Linked DNA regions of Mus musculus: all the other regions are linked to region 5. The links are chromatin contacts, called in public promoter capture Hi-C maps. All regions are on one chromosome and are shown on one strand. The core of a region is the stretch at or near the end of the contact, and the rest is flanking DNA. Distances in the headings are between cores, read along the strand shown. Region 1 holds the start of Zfp14 (zinc finger protein 14). Region 2 holds the start of Polr2i (polymerase (RNA) II (DNA directed) polypeptide I). Region 3 holds the start of Rbm42 (RNA binding motif protein 42). Region 4 holds the start of Pld3 (phospholipase D family, member 3). Region 5 holds the start of Eif3k (eukaryotic translation initiation factor 3, subunit K).

Region 1 (2,870 bases), core at 132-2,631, 1.1 Mb before region 5:
CAGCCCTCTGCAACTGAAGTTACAGACACTTGGGAACCATCATATGTGTTGTGTCTGCAAGAGCGCAAGGGTTCTCAATCACTAAGCCATCTCACCAGCCTCTCAATTGTCACGTTCCTAAAACTAACGTCCCAACGCTGGGAATGTTGACGGATGCCTGTAATAACAGCGCTCTGGAAAGAAACAAGAGGATCGATGAGGATCTTTCAACATCCCCAGCACCTATTACAGAGACATCCTGGCTGATATACCTTGCCCCCCACTATCCCAAACTCTGTAGCCCAGGCCTGGGCTTCCCATCTCCCAGCTTCTGTGATTCCTGTATAACCCAGTCATTTTGGGCACAAGGTCCTTTTGTTACCTCTTGCCCGCTGCACTTGGCCTCTTGGCTTCTAGCCTGTCCTACACCCCACCCCCTCCCCTCACATGGCCCCATTTAGTCCGGCAGTCATGGCCACCCTGGTTACTTTCAGACGCCCCTGCCAGTGCTCTCTCTTAGATCTCAATCCCTTGGGAGCAGTCATGTCCTCCTTTTTTTTTTTTTTTTTTCCATTCATCTTGAATTTGCAGTCTGCATGCTTCAGTCTCCTGAAGACCGGATGAGGCCTGGCACAAACACAAGAAAATGTTAGAGCAGTGGTTCTCAACCTCCCTAAAGCTGCGACCCATTAATACAGTTCCTCATGTTGTGGTGATCCACAAGCTATATAATTATTTTCGGTACTACTTTATAACTGTAATTTTGCTACTGTTAGGAATCCTAATGTAAATATCTGTGTTTTCTGATGGTCTTAGGTGGTCCCTGTGAAAGGTCATTTGACCCCCAAGGGGGGGGGGGATCTCGACCAACAGGTTGAGAACCACTGTGATAGAAGAAAGCATAATTATCTTTCCAGTCTTAGAGGTCTTGGCTTCATCTCCAGTTTGCAAAACAAAACCTAAGGCCAATACCAACGACTAGACCAATATACACAACGGCTAGAAGGGACAGTGGGAGAAAGCAGAGGCAGCGGGAACTCCAAGGAGCCTGAGCAACCTTTCCCTGGGTAGATGTGGGACTGCACCTTTGGAGAATGTATTTTACTGAGTTCCCTGATCATGCCTACACCCTCGCTGGGGTGAGAATATGCTTATCTCACATATTAAGCATGTGATAATGTGATGATGGTGTTCTCAGCCCTGGTAGGGCAACGACACAACCCCCAGCCCAGTGAGCTAGGTTTGGGGTGGGGATTTGGGGGCAGAGGGCAGCGGAATCTCCTAGCCCTTCCAGCTGGTCCAAGATCACACCCAGAGGCCTCCACCCATCACAGCCCCGAGCACGCTTGCGCACTCCGCTGCGTTGGCCCAGTCTTTCCCACCATGGACTACATTTCCCACAGGCCTCTGCGCAGCATCCTTCCGGCTGCTTAGCGCCGGTCCGCTCTGAGAGGTGAGTTGGTCCCTTGCACTGAGGAAATTGTCGCGGGGGCAGCGTAGGTTTGTCTTTAGTTGGCTTGAGAGACTTGGAGTCGGTGACGCTGAGTGGACACCGCGTACCCCGTTGCATCCTCCGTCTTCCCGCTGCAGAGCCCAGAGGCCCAGCATGGCTCTGAGTTCTGTGTGTGAACCTCAGAGTGAGGGCCCTCCGTACAAAAAGACAGCGCAGCTGCCACCGCAGGGCTGCTTTGTACGCGCTCCCTCCCCGCCAGGCAGCCCCGGTGGCCGTCGCCTGTCAAACCTGCCCCTCCGGTGGCGGCCAGTGTCCTCTCCATCCGCGGCGCTCCATTTCCAGTAGGTTATGTGTGTGGAAGGGCTGGTCGCGAGGGGTGTGTCCCCAGGCTACCAAGCCCGCACCTTCCCGGTTTGACCTTTTCCCCAGACTTGTTCATTTTAGGGAAGGCGAGGGAATAAAAGCAGGAAACGATTGTTGTTGCATACATAGAGACCCAACATTACTGCGGAAAAAAAAATAGCCTAACTTTCTTCTTTCTCGTTGTCCTATGAAGTGTACTCCTTGTTTTTCCAGGCATGGGGACATTTACTCCTCATTACTGTGAAAGTGAAAATGAAGTTAGCTTGGAAAGAAGCAGCGGTTTGGTGTTATCTTGGTCAGGGTAGAGGAGACAGATTCATGCAGACTGATAGTAAGCATCACTCAGAGATTATGTCTCTGATTAAATGCGGGTCCAGGCCCTCTTTGTGTGGTTACAAATGTCTTTTGTATTTTTTCTTTTTTATGTGTGTGTGTGTGTGTGTGTGTGTGTGTGTATTTGTGTGTATACACATACCAGCAGAAGCCAGGAGAAGGTGTCTGATTCCCAGGAACTGGAGTTATAGACGGTCGTGAAACACCATGTGAGTACGGGGAATCACACTTGCATCCTCTGCTAGAGCAGCCACTGCTCCTAGCAGTACAGCTGTTTCCAGCCTCACAGGTTTTAAATTTTTAACATGTTCGTTTTTTACGTATGTGAGTGTTTCTGTCTGCTTTTCTTTCTGTGCACCACTGAGTGTGACTGCGCCTGAGGAGCCCTGAAGAGGGCATCGGATTCTCTGGAACTGGAGTTACAGCAGTCACGTAGGTGCTGAGAGTGTAACCCGCTGATCCATCTCTGCATTCCAGGCTGCAGCTTTCTTATCCACGAAGCCTGCTTTGCTAGTTCGTTTTTAATTACTGTGGAAGATTCCTTTGCTAAACCACGCTTCTTACCAGAATAGCACGTTTTGTTCTTGTTTTAAACAATTTGTACCTATACTGACCAGGAATTCACTGTAACCCATGTGATCTCAAATTTGTGGGTGATCCTCCTGCCTCAGCCTCCAGGCTGCAATGTGTGCCACTGTGCCCAGCCAGAATAACACTTAATCTTCAATCAATCTCTGTCTCT
Region 2 (2,939 bases), core at 48-2,547, 1.3 Mb before region 5:
ATTACAGGTGGAAGAAGGAACGATCACTCAGTCCAGCGGTGGCCGCAGTGTGGGGCAGTGCAAACATAGTACAGGCGCATGGCGTCCTAGCAATAAGAACGTTCAGTCAGGGTCTGGACCCAGAGGATAGTGTGAGGACCAAAAGAAACGATCAAAGAAACTTTCCCAATCTTGATTTGAGTAAACAGGATCAACCCAAAACTGGCGTGTCCCCCCCACCCCTACCCCCCCAAGCACCCAGCCGCCACTCACCTCAGCTCGGGCACTGTGTGACTGAAAGAACACTGCCTCCTTGTGGCCACACCTGAGGGAATGGTTCAGTTACTAAACCGCGAAAGACCTCTCTGTGCACAGCCACTCCTCTTTCCCTATGCCAGCTGCGTACTCACTTCTGGCACGGGTGGTCCTCCGTCCGGGGCAACGTGGGGTCCTGGGACACGTCTGCGATGATCTGGGTCAGCTCGCTGCAGGCATAGGGAAGTAATTAGCGGTCAGGCCGGGTGTCCTAAGAGGTGACCCGTGCCCCAAGCGAGGTCCCGCCACTCACTCCACTTCGTGCGTGATTTTGTTGACGTAGATGCAGCTGTTGTCGGCTTCCTGCTGGTAATCGCAATTCCGGCACTGCAGACGGGAGAGCATGTGGGAGGAGTGTCACAAACAGATCAGATCTCCAACAAGACTGGACAGGAAGGCAGGGTGTTCCCAAGGAGGGCATGGACAACATGGGAGAGAGGGTGTGCTGAGGGGTAGTCAAGAGGCGAAAGCGTGGGGGAGCCAGCAGGGAGCGCGCAGGGAAGGCGTGAACCCGCGGGCGAGAGGGTTGCCGGTACTCACCGCGTACAGCAGAATGCGATTTTCCTTGTCCTCCTTGGGGTACAGCATGTTATTACTGTGGGGAGGGGAGGTCAGAGGTCAGCCCTGGAGCCAGTCCTCACTGCCTTCCCACACCTACTGCCCGGGCCTCACCATTCCTGGCAGAACCGAATACCCACGAAGCCAGGCTCGTACGTCCCGTCGGGTTCCATAGCGACTGGGCTGCTGAGCCTTCTGCGCTTGCGCGGGCGCGCTACGGAACGCGGGAAGGGTCGCACACCGAAGCTGCACCAAACTAGGGCGATGCTGCGCGCATGCGCGGGTTCCTTATTTTTTTATTTTTTTTATTTTTTTTTTTATGGATGTCTGGCTGACGGCTTGCGTCGATCCTTTGATACCCTCTGCTACTCACTCCCGATTTCGGAACCTGCTTCCCAACTCCGAGTGGAATGGATCTAGGACAAGGGCTGGGACTATGATGCGCGATGTCATCCGCAAGGCGCTGAGCGTGAACGAGAGAATCCGCTGCTCTCTTCTTGGCCCAAGGCCAGTGCACATGCGCCGAACTTACACTCGGCGGACCGGGACAACTCCAGCCATTCTTCCCGGCTTCGGCCTCCTCCCGCCCTCCTCTCCTGCTTCCCGTGCACGGAAGGCCTCTCGGGATTGGTTGGACGTACCCGAGAATCCGCCTGTCCGTGGAGAAAGAACAGCAGCGATTGGCTGGCCATGTTAGGTGGAGAACTTGCATTGGTCAGCTCCAGAACAAGGGGCGGGACCTATATCCCAGAAGCAGCGGCGGCCACTGCGGAGCCGGTGTGAGACGGCTGAACCGCACCGCGGGCCACTCCGGGGCGCAGCGAGATGGAGGTGACGGGGATATCGGCGCCCACCGTGATGGTTTTCATCAGCAGCTCCCTCAACAGCTTCCGTTCGGAGAAGCGATACAGTCGTAGCCTCACCATCGCAGAGTTCAAGGTGTGGCCGTGGGGGCGGGGTCCGGAGGGGCGGGGCAAAGAAAAGGGAGTAGGGGGCTGAAAACTAGTGGGCGAACCTGGAGGGAAGGTTGCAGAGACTGACAGCCAGCCTCCCAGGCCTGGGAGCCCCGGAGAACAGAGTCCACCGAGTAGGGGCAGGACCCGGGAAAAATCAGACACTCCAGAGAGCCGAGGGGGCGGGTCCAGAAGGAACTGGTCCAAGGTGGGTCTTTTTGGAACTTGTTTGTTGATCAAAGTCTGAAGATGAGGCCTCTGACAGCCTTTCTCCTCATCTTGCCTCTTTACTGCAGTGTAAACTGGAGCTGGTGGTGGGCAGCCCTGCTTCCTGCATGGAACTGGAGCTATATGGAGCAGACGACAAGTTCTACAGCAAGTTGGATCAGGAGGATGCACTGCTGGGCTCCTATCCTGTGGATGACGGCTGTCGCATCCATGTGAGGACACCCTTTCCCGGGACCCGCCCCACATTCATTCACTAATTTATTTCTTCAACAAATACCATGTTTTGCCCAGTGTGATAACCAGTATAGGCTCTAGCCACATGGAAGCCCCAGTTCAGCCTGGTCAGAAGCAGACATTCAGTAGACAGTGACAAACCAGAGTTGTCTGAACTGGCTTAGGGGGAGGGAGCTCACGGGAAATTCATCAGAGGTACCAGGCTTTACCTGGGGATATCTGAAGAGGCTTCCTTGAGGAATGGGTATTTGAGCTGATATCTAGAGAATGTTCCATGGAGAGGACAAAAGTATAACACTGTAAAGAACTGAGGTGAGCCATCAAGTTCTGGCCCGATTGAGAGCAGCAAGAACACAGAAGGCCTCTGTGTGTATCAGCTCACATCATTCTGCCCTCAGCCTCTCCCCACCTTCCCTACTCATTCCCTCCCTGCTAAACTCTGTCCATTCCTTTTTCCAAATCTTTACTGAAGGTGTCATCCACCACCGTGGCCTATGGTGGGCCCAACACACCTGTAATCTCAGCATTCAGGAGGAGTTAGGAGGCAAGCCTAAGAGAAGCAGTGGGACTCTGTTAAAAATGAAAAACTAAAAAGGTGGCACACGCCTTTAATCCCAGCACTTGGGAGGCAGAGGCAGGCGGATTTCTGAGTTCGAGGACAGCCTGGTCTAC
Region 3 (2,909 bases), core at 393-2,892, 1.7 Mb before region 5:
CACTGGGGTCTTTGACTGCAACTAGGCTTCATTCATAGGCTCTCTTCATGGTGCTGAGCCAAGTCCTGCTGCAACAAGAGGTACAACCTTGGCTGTCTCTGGAACACAGCTTCTTTGTGCCCTCAGAAAAATACTTCCCAGAAGATTTCACCTCACTGATGCTGGTCTTTTATATATATATGTACATATATATATATGATTTATTTATTTTATGTGTATGAGTGCATAATAGCTGTCTTCAGATCCGGGTGGTGGTGGCGCACGCCTTTAATCCCAGAACTTGGGAGGCAGAGGCCAGCCTGGTCTACAAAGTGAGTTCCAGGACAGCCAGGGCTACACAGAGAAACCCTGTCTCAAAAAACCAAAAGAAAAAAAAAAAAAAAAACTGTCTTCAGACACACCAGAAGAGGGCATTAGATCCCATTACAGATGGTTGGGAGTCACCATGTGGTTGCTGAGAATTGAACCCAGGTCCTCTGGAAGAGCATCTGGTACTCTTAACCGCTGAGCCATCTCTACAGCCCCAGATGCTGGTCTCTTTTGTTTGTTTGTTTGTTTGTTTTTTTCCAAGACAGGGTTTCTCTGTGTAGCCCTGGCTGTCCTGGAACTCACTCTGTAGACCAGGCTGGCCTCGAACTCAGAAATCCACCTGCCTCTGCCTCCCGAGTGCTGGGATTAAAGGCGTGCGCCACCACACCCGGCTCAGCTGGTCTCTTCTTAATCACCGCTAATTTCTTAGCTCCAGCTAACCAGCATCAATTGTCCCAGTAGTCTCTTCTCTTTTTCACTCTAAAGCCAGAGCCACATGCTGGAACATCACCCCACCCCCAACCCCATTCTATTACCAGCTTTCTGTTTTCCACCTCCCTCATTGCCTAAGCTTGGCTGTCCTGGAACTTGCTCTGTAGATTGACCTTAAATCCAGAGATCTGCATGGCTATCTCCTAAATTATGGGATTAAAGACATGTACCTCCACACTTCTCTCTAGATATCTCTAGTATAAAAGCCAATATTTGGGGGGCTGGAGAGATGGCTCAGCAGTTAAGAGCACTGACTGCTCTTCCAGAGGTCCTGAGTTCAATTCCCAGCAACAACATGGTGGCTTACAACCATCTGTAATGGGATCTGACACCCTCTTCTGGTGTGTCTGACAGCTACAGTGTAGTTAGATATAATAATAAATAAATCTTTTTTAAAAGCCAATATTTTGTTCTGTATCCATAATCCCAGCACTTGAAAGCCTATGTCAACCTAGGAAGTTCCATACCTGGGCTCAAAACCAAACCAAACCCCAAAATGAAAAAAAGAAAACCATGGAGGTAGTCAGTAAAATTAAATTTTATTCAAAAAAAGAATAATGAACTGACCCCTGGCAGTGTATCTGTCCACCGAGTGCAAAAGACTCCTACCCTGGCTTTGCAGTGTTTACAAACTTCTGGAAGGACCTCCGAACTTCCGTGCCTCCTCAAAGTTCCGGCTTCCACAGCGGGGTGGGTCAAAGTGACGTTGCTTCGCTCTCATTCGCCCACCTTTCTCTACGAGGGCGGGGCCTATCCGTACAGCCGCGTCTGTCAGATTAGAGGCCCTTCCGGGGCCCTGACTTTCCGACACTCTAATTGGCTTTTGCTCGCTCTGGGGGTGTGGCCAAGTCTCAGCCCCTGTTCTTAAACTACGTCCTCACGCAGCGCATCCGTCGCGGTAGTCCATACGTCATCGGCCGGCTCCCACCCTGAGACGACAGGGACTCGACCGTAGAACCCGCTGCGGCTGCTGGAAGGAGCGGTGAAGGCTATGGCATCAGCGATGGCCGGAGCAGGGCCGGCTCCGGGACTCCCGGTGGCGGGAGGGCCGGTGGTCCCGGGGCCTGGTGTCGGCATCCCGGGCAAGAGCGGCGAGGAACGCTTGAAAGAAATGGAGGCGGAGATGGCCCTGTAAGGCCCTGAGTAGGAGAAATAAAAGCTGTTCCCGGGCAAACCCAATTAACCCTGTAGCCTCCAGGTCTTCAGAAGGTTGAGATGTGGTTCCATAAGGGGCCGTGGGACCCGAGGGATGCGGGGAGGCATTAGCTGGGATGAAGGCGCGGTGGAGAAGTACCCAGCACCTCAGGCTTGGTGAGACCTGACCTATGGTATCTGTCCCGCTCCCCCAGGTTTGAGCAAGAAGTATTGGGAGCTCCGGTGACCGGAATCCCAACTGCTGTGCCTGCGGTGCCCACGGTAGAAGCGATGCAGGTCCCCCCAGCTCCTGTGATCCGCCCAATTATCGCCACCAACACATACCAACAGGTAAGGTGAGAGCTACAGCTTGAGTCGGGAGAACAGAATGGTTTGGTCCCAATAAGGGCTTATCTATGGACAGCGATTGATGTTTTGGCTGGCATGACCACTTAAGTGCCAGGGACTCAGGATGCAAGACAGTATATTTAATCCATTGGAAACTAATATTCTACAGTGCCTGTCCGGTAGAACTTTCTGCAGTGTTAGATTATTCTATATAAACATCTCTTGAGCCAGGCATGGTGGCGCACACCTTTAATCCCAGCACTCGGGAGGCAGAGGCAGGTGGATTTCTGAGTTCGAGGCCAGTCTGGTCTACAGAGTGAGTTCCAGGACAGCCAGGGCTATACAGAGAAACCCTGTCTCGAAAAACAAACAAAAAAAAAAATCTCTTGAAAGTTTTTATTCACAGATTTGGGGTGTAGTTCAGTGGTAGAGCACTTAGCCTGGCAGAGTCCTATTTTCTAAGCCCACTACCACCACAAAAAAACCAAAACAATATTAAAATGTATATCTGTGTTGTCATTCCCAAGACTCATGGATAATATTCCAGGTGCTTAATAGTCAGCTGTAAGAAAGAAGCCGAGGAAAGAAGGAAACAGGGGGGAACTATTTAGAGGAACACCAGCAGA
Region 4 (2,836 bases), core at 248-2,747, 1.4 Mb after region 5:
CATCAAGTCAGACAACAGGAGTTCTGTCGCCTGAACCGGCATCCCACTCGGAGAAAGAGAACTGACTCCCAAAACTTTTCCTAATCTCCACAGAAATGCATGGGCAGGTACATCAATGGGGAAAAAAATTAAAAACAAGTACCTCTGCTTTTCTCCTGGGGGGGGGGGGGGCGGCAGGTGGGGAGGGGCAGAGAGATAAGTAGGCTAAGTAGGTAAAGGCCACCAGGCCAAGCTATCCTCTGGTTTTACATACAGTGTAATAAAACATGTCATTTAAAATTAAAAAATATATATATTAGAGGGGTTAAAACAGCAAACTCAAAGTTCCTACAACTACGTCTGACAGGTATTCATTAAATCTGAACTAAACTAGTGACAGACTGGGACAGTTGTAGACCTAATGTAAGTTGCATGCAGATGTGAGGTGGAAACCAAGTATATAAGACTATTTAGCCACCCTGGCATGATAGCAGAGGCTTTTAATCCCAGCACTGGGTAGAGGGGCAGAGGCAGGCAGTTTATCTGTGAGTTCAAAGCCAACCTGGTCTATGTAGTGAGTTCCACGACAGAAAGAGCTACAAACAGAGACCCAGCTTCAAAAATAATAAATAAGTAAATAAACAAACAAACACACAAACAAAACAACTTTTCAAGTATCTTTCATTTACTGCCCACAAATGAAGAGGAATGTTCTATTTCTATTGTATTTCAAGTTAAGGTTCCCTTCTCCTGGCTAGGATAACAATGCAAAATGCCCCCTTTTAAATTGAGGAACATGCATTAGTCATTATTTTAAATCGCTATTTCAGGACTCAGGAAAGAGGCAAACAATCTTCTTGACTGTTGTTTTGCTTCCTTTGGGCTTCCCTCCTCTATGTTGTTAGAACTCTCAGCTACAATCCCGATCCACCGAGCTGTTGGTATGCCAAAGACATTCATCAGGATCCACACGACGAACATAGGAGCCTGAGATTATCGGTTTTCACTAAACAGAGAAAACTTGGGCTCAGAAAGGTAATGACACAGGCCCAGTTCTTGCAAAGGGAAGCTGGGATTAGAACCCAAACCCGCTGGCCTGCTAGCTCGGGCAGCTCCCGCGCGGGTACCCATCATCAGTGCTAACGAGGATGGAAGAGTAACATGGAGAGCTCTGAGAGCAGAACGGGTGTGCACGACCTGACGTCCCATTACACGGGTTCTACGGTCAGCTTCTGGGCCCCCATTGTACAGAAGAGGAAACTGAGGCTCAGAAAGAGAAATCATTTATCTGATCGTACAGTATGGGCTGCGCGGGAAGTCCAGACCCCCGGCCACCCCGTATCTCCATCCCTAACCTCCTCCGTCCCAGTCCCGCACCTCACCTGGCACTCTGGGGCCCGCACCCCCACGAGGCGCCCGCCCGCCCTCCGGGTCGCGCCAACTGTCAGACACTCCTCCCTCGGCCTGGGCCGCCCGCCCCGGAAGTCCTGCCCTTGATACCGGAAGCCAGACTGCACCTTCCACCAGCCGCTCTAGCCCTCCTAGCCTCCAACCAGCAAGAGAGTGTGGGGCGGCGACCATCACATGACAACACAGAGCCTCGGTCGCGAAGAACGCCGCCAATCAGAAAGGATCAAGTCTAGCCCCCACCCTGCCCGCAGTCTAGCGCGACTGCGCCTGCGCACAGGTGGGCGGGAAGGCGGGGCTAGGTTCTGGAGTAGAAGACTCTGACGTGCAGGTACTGTGCGATCTGGTGCGCGACACCTTGGCTGCCCTCCCTGTGTCACCCTCTCGTCTATAATGCATCTCTTCTATATCGTCCTTGGCCCACTTAGGTGCCCTCATCCCTTCTCTTAAATCATACCCCACTTAAATCGTCACCACCCCTCCCCTTCTGACGCCATGACCTCTCTCACATCGCCCCCTCCTTTAAGAAGTAATTTTTGTTTTTTTGTTTGTTTACAATTAATTGAGTATCTGTGACTGCATTTACCCGAGGAGATCAGAAGATGTCTAATTCCCTGGATTTGTAGTTACGAATGGTTGTGAGCCATCCCATGTGAATGCTGGGTTTTCTAGTTCAGGTCCTTTGGAAGAGCAACAAGTGCTTTTAACTGCTGCACCATCTCTTCAGCACAAACATTGTCCTTTTTATTCATTTTCATTCCCCTTAAGCCCTGATTGGCCTTATATGCTCAGTTTTCTCTTTTTATGTGACAGGGTCTCCTTGTAACCTCAAAGTATGTCAGCTCAGACACGCCCCTGCTGTCCCCAGTGCTCCGCTGGTCACTCTTCCATCTTTGTTAGCACTGGGTACCTGTGCGGGAGATTAGCATTCAGTCACCAGTGCAACTCAGGCTGGCCTTGAATTTTAGATCCAATTGCTCAGCCTCCTGAGTGTGGGGATTGCAAGCACTGATGAGCCGGTCTCTCTGTCATCATTGTCTTAGTCACCCACACATCTCCTTCATGAAACCCCCATTTCCCCTAAATCTCTTCATACCAGTTATTCTTGTACTTCCTGTTTCCATCTCCCCTTAGATTACCCTCAAATCGCCCTGGTGTCTCCATCTCTCCACTAACACATCTGTATTCAGCATTACCCACAAGGAGCCACCCAGCCTTATAGCTTTCCCTCCTCTGTGGGTACACGTTTCACATATTTCCATGGTGTGGGATATTATATGGTATTCTATGGTATCCCAGGGTCCCAGCTTCACCCCTAAACCTGTGGGAAACCCAGGCCACCAAACCATGCCTCTCCAATTCCTGCTTTCCCATTTGTAAAATGCACAGTAGCCAACAGGTTTGTGTGTCTGTAAACCCAATGTCCAGGAGCTAAAGCAGGAGGATCTCT
Region 5 (2,900 bases), core at 225-2,724:
GGGCTACAAGCGGGGGCTTACAGAAATGTCCCTGTATCCCAGGAAGGAAAGGGCGGGGATGGGGAAGAAGTTTCTGGGGGTGCTCTCACCAGGCTCCATCTTCACCATCTTCAAAGCCACCAGGTCCTTAGACACCTTGTCGCGAGCCTTGTAAAGGGGAAGTTGGTCATCAGGCAGACTCCATAGCTTGCCATCCTCAGCATCTCTGAACCAAGGCCAAGGCCTGGCATTCTCTTACACTCCTGCTTGCCAGCCTCTCCCCAACTATCCCAGGGTTGTGGTGGAGGAGACAGAAGGGCTTTCTCACCTTGAATACTTCTCCATAAGTTCCACCACCCAGTCGTTGCAGTAGATCATAGTGTTCTCGAGGGTCCTTATTAAAAATGTCGGGGTCCACAAGGGCCATTCCTGGAGGCCGGGGCTGGGCCAGTGCCCAGGGGGCCAACAGGGCCTCAGGGTTCAAGCTTTGGTATTACCTTCTGTCTCCACACAAGTCCTGGGCCCGCCTTGACTCTGTGGGCTGTGGCCTTCCCCCTCCCCACTCTCGCTTCCTGCCCCAGCTGCAGGGCTGTGCAGAGGGCTGCACAGAGGGCTCCACCCCCGTCCCCTGGGTTCTGAGAGTTTGATCGCCTTGGGACCCATGGGACTCCCCTTTACCCACTGAAGGACACTATGTAAATAAGATGCAAAAGTTCTTAAATGCAACCTGGGGCTGACCTAGCACCCTCTCCCCAACACTCTATTTTGGGAGGAGTCATAGGTTACGGTTGAACCTCTGCTGGGTTCTTGAAGATCTGGAATCAAGCCAGAGGTTGCAGGTCTGCACAAAGCTGGCTAGGTTTCACAGAAGACCTGTTTACTCGTGACACATGCATGTGACTTAAGTGACAGCTGAGCTCAGGGCACCTGCCCGCATGGCACATGTCTGTGCAACGCTTCAAACGTGTAGGGAATCTGTGGCAGACGTGGAACACTTGTTAGTAGCCCCTACGCAGAGCCGATGGAGACTACAGGTGTCTTTTGCCTTCCCGGCCTCCTAACAGCACTGTAGCAGTACGGAACCGAGTGGGGACCAGCGAGGAAGTGAAGATACATACAAGATGCTGTCTCAGGCACCCAAGTCGGAGACAAGAAGGGCTTCAGAGAGCATCTCCCACCCGACTAAACTCAAAGAAAAGGAAACAGCAACCCTTCACGGGGCTAAACGCTTAAGGCTACGCATGCGTAGAGAAAATAAAGTCTCCTTTCCCCGTACAACTCCAGCGCACGCGCGTCAGAAGCTTAAGTACTAAGTTTGCGCGGCCCGGGAAAAGCTTAGCCCGCCTCCTGGCGCCTGCGTAGTAAGGCAGACTAAACCTTTTCTCACGCTATTGGTCTCTTTTAAGTGAGCTCATTGCGCATGCGCAAGTTACAACTGCTGGAAGGAAATCACGTGGTAGACAAAAAAAAAAAAAAAAAAAAACAACCGGCGCTGGTGCTGAAAGCGCCTTTCCCTTTGCCTTCCTTGTAGGAGCTGGAGGGAGGGTGTGACGCAGGTTCCGCTTCCTACACCTCTCTTCCGGTCCTCTAGTGCTAAGCACCGTGCCTGGTGTTCGACTCCAGCTGAGGCTGCCGAAGGCAACAGTGATCATGGCGATGTTTGAGCAGATGAGAGCGAACGTGGGCAAGTTGCTCAAGGGTATCGACAGGTCTGAATTCCGCTGAAGGGCGCTCTCTGGCCAAGCGGGGTGGAGAAGACGGGGAGCCAGCCAGGGGTGGCCAGGGCTCCACGCTCCTCCAGAGATGGAGTTTCTCCAAGTTTCTCTCCGTCCCTCAACTTTACCTTTTCTGCTGCCACAGACTCCCGGTGTCTTTTAGTCTCTTCCTTCTCTGTCCTTGTGGACCATCCTACATAGTGTTTTCTGATGTCTATTTGGCCAGTGGGGACCGGAGGTGATGGAAACGGGAACCGGTCCTGCGTTCCTGGACTTAGGTTCCCATTCCATCCTGGCGACAACCCCATTCAGCAGATAGTGACAATAAGGAGCGATCAGGGCCTGGTCAGGTCAAGCCACGTATTGAGATAGGCAGGAGAGGATGGAACTGGGTCAGAACGGGATCGAAGAGAAGGTGTTCAGGAAAACATACGGGCTGCAGAGACTGACTGAGGTTGGAGGCATCCTAGACATGACCAGGGGCTCAAGTAGGGCTAGCTAGAGGCCCATGTTAGGAAAAACATTTACTGGATGTTGTACAGTTAATTGATCAGCTATCTGGGTAGTTCCAGTGGGTGGGACTAACTTATTTATTTTAAGATCGAATGAATGTAATAAAGCTTCCTACAGATTTATTTAAAAAGAAAATAGCAAAGTGAGGAATATCCCATGGCCAGAATAAAAGCTGTAGGAAGAAGAGAGTGATTTCAGGTTAACAAATTACAGTGGTCCCTAAGGACTAGCCTCTGTTCTTCTCTTTGTTTACTCATGTCTGTCTGTGTAGTTATCTCCCTATCTTCCCCCCCCCTTTTTTTGTTTGTTTGTTTGTTTGTTTTTTGAGACAGGGTTTCTCTGTGTAGCCCTGGCTGTCCTGGAACTCACTCTGTAGACTAGGCTGGTCTCGAACTCAGAAATCCGCCTGCCTCTGCCTCCCAAGTGCTGGGACTAAAGGCGTGCGCCACCACTGCTCGGCTCCCTTTTTCCTTTTGAGACAGGTTTTCACTATTAATTGCAGACTAGCTTCAAACTTGCAATCCTCCTGTCCTGCCTCAGCCTCCTAGGTGCTGGGATGAAAGGCATGTAACCACTGTGCCAGGCTGTTCACCCATCTTGATGCTCTTCCAGGTACAATCCTGAGAACTTGGCTACCCTGGAGCGATATGTGGAGACACAAGCCAAAGAGAATGCCTATGATCTGGAGGCCAA

The links. Promoter capture Hi-C pulls out the DNA fragments that hold promoters and counts their contacts.
Region 1: a contact with region 5 is called in a promoter capture Hi-C map of cranial neural crest. The contact joins the promoter of Zfp14 here to the promoter of Eif3k in region 5. A contact is called at or near these places in 3 of 39 promoter capture datasets (cranial neural crest and liver).
Region 2: a contact with region 5 is called in a promoter capture Hi-C map of liver, with 4 times the contacts expected there. The contact joins the promoter of Polr2i here to the promoter of Eif3k in region 5. A contact is called at or near these places in 7 of 39 promoter capture datasets (cranial neural crest, hippocampal neurons, liver and 3 more), 2 of 115 datasets of contacts at active chromatin or transcription factors (large pre-B cells and pancreatic cancer cells) and 1 of 9 other capture datasets (liver).
Region 3: a promoter capture Hi-C map of liver shows a contact between it and region 5, with 2.2 times the contacts expected there. The contact joins the promoter of Rbm42 here to the promoter of Eif3k in region 5. A contact is called at or near these places in 3 of 39 promoter capture datasets (cranial neural crest, liver and maxillary cranial neural crest).
Region 4: a promoter capture Hi-C map of pre-B cells shows a contact between it and region 5. The contact joins the promoter of Pld3 here to the promoter of Eif3k in region 5. A contact is called at or near these places in 2 of 39 promoter capture datasets (liver and pre-B cells).

The regions. Positions count from the first base shown.
Region 1 is chr7:30,049,907-30,052,776 of GRCm38.p6, reverse strand. Zfp14 (zinc finger protein 14) reads left to right here and starts at 1,381. Exons shown (of 5, transcript NM_178733.5): 1 at 1,381-1,432.
Region 2 is chr7:30,230,432-30,233,370 of GRCm38.p6, reverse strand. Polr2i (polymerase (RNA) II (DNA directed) polypeptide I) reads right to left here and starts at 1,297. Exons shown (of 6, transcript NM_027259.1): 1 at 967-1,297; 2 at 835-889; 3 at 548-621; 4 at 390-464; 5 at 253-304; 6 at 1-86. The coding sequence starts at 1,025. The coding sequence ends at 24. Tbcb (tubulin folding cofactor B) reads left to right here and starts at 1,174. Exons shown (of 6, transcript NM_025548.4): 1 at 1,174-1,791; 2 at 2,102-2,245. The coding sequence starts at 1,678. It overlaps Ovol3 (ovo like zinc finger 3), which reads left to right. Exons shown (of 4, transcript NM_001289817.1): 4 at 1-74.
Region 3 is chr7:30,648,961-30,651,869 of GRCm38.p6, reverse strand. It overlaps Rbm42 (RNA binding motif protein 42), which reads left to right and starts at 1,642. Exons shown (of 10, transcript NM_133693.2): 1 at 1,642-1,932; 2 at 2,151-2,286. The coding sequence starts at 1,793.
Region 4 is chr7:27,551,879-27,554,714 of GRCm38.p6, reverse strand. It overlaps Pld3 (phospholipase D family, member 3), which reads left to right and starts at 1,497. Exons shown (of 14, transcript NM_011116.2): 1 at 1,497-1,717. It overlaps 2310022A10Rik (RIKEN cDNA 2310022A10 gene), which reads right to left and starts at 1,425. Exons shown (of 10, transcript NM_175107.5): 1 at 1,362-1,425.
Region 5 is chr7:28,980,462-28,983,361 of GRCm38.p6, reverse strand. Eif3k (eukaryotic translation initiation factor 3, subunit K) reads left to right here and starts at 1,474. Exons shown (of 8, transcript NM_028659.3): 1 at 1,474-1,688; 2 at 2,820-2,900. The coding sequence starts at 1,630. Map4k1 (mitogen-activated protein kinase kinase kinase kinase 1) reads right to left here and starts at 508. Exons shown (of 32, transcript NM_008279.2): 1 at 308-508; 2 at 90-147. The coding sequence starts at 406.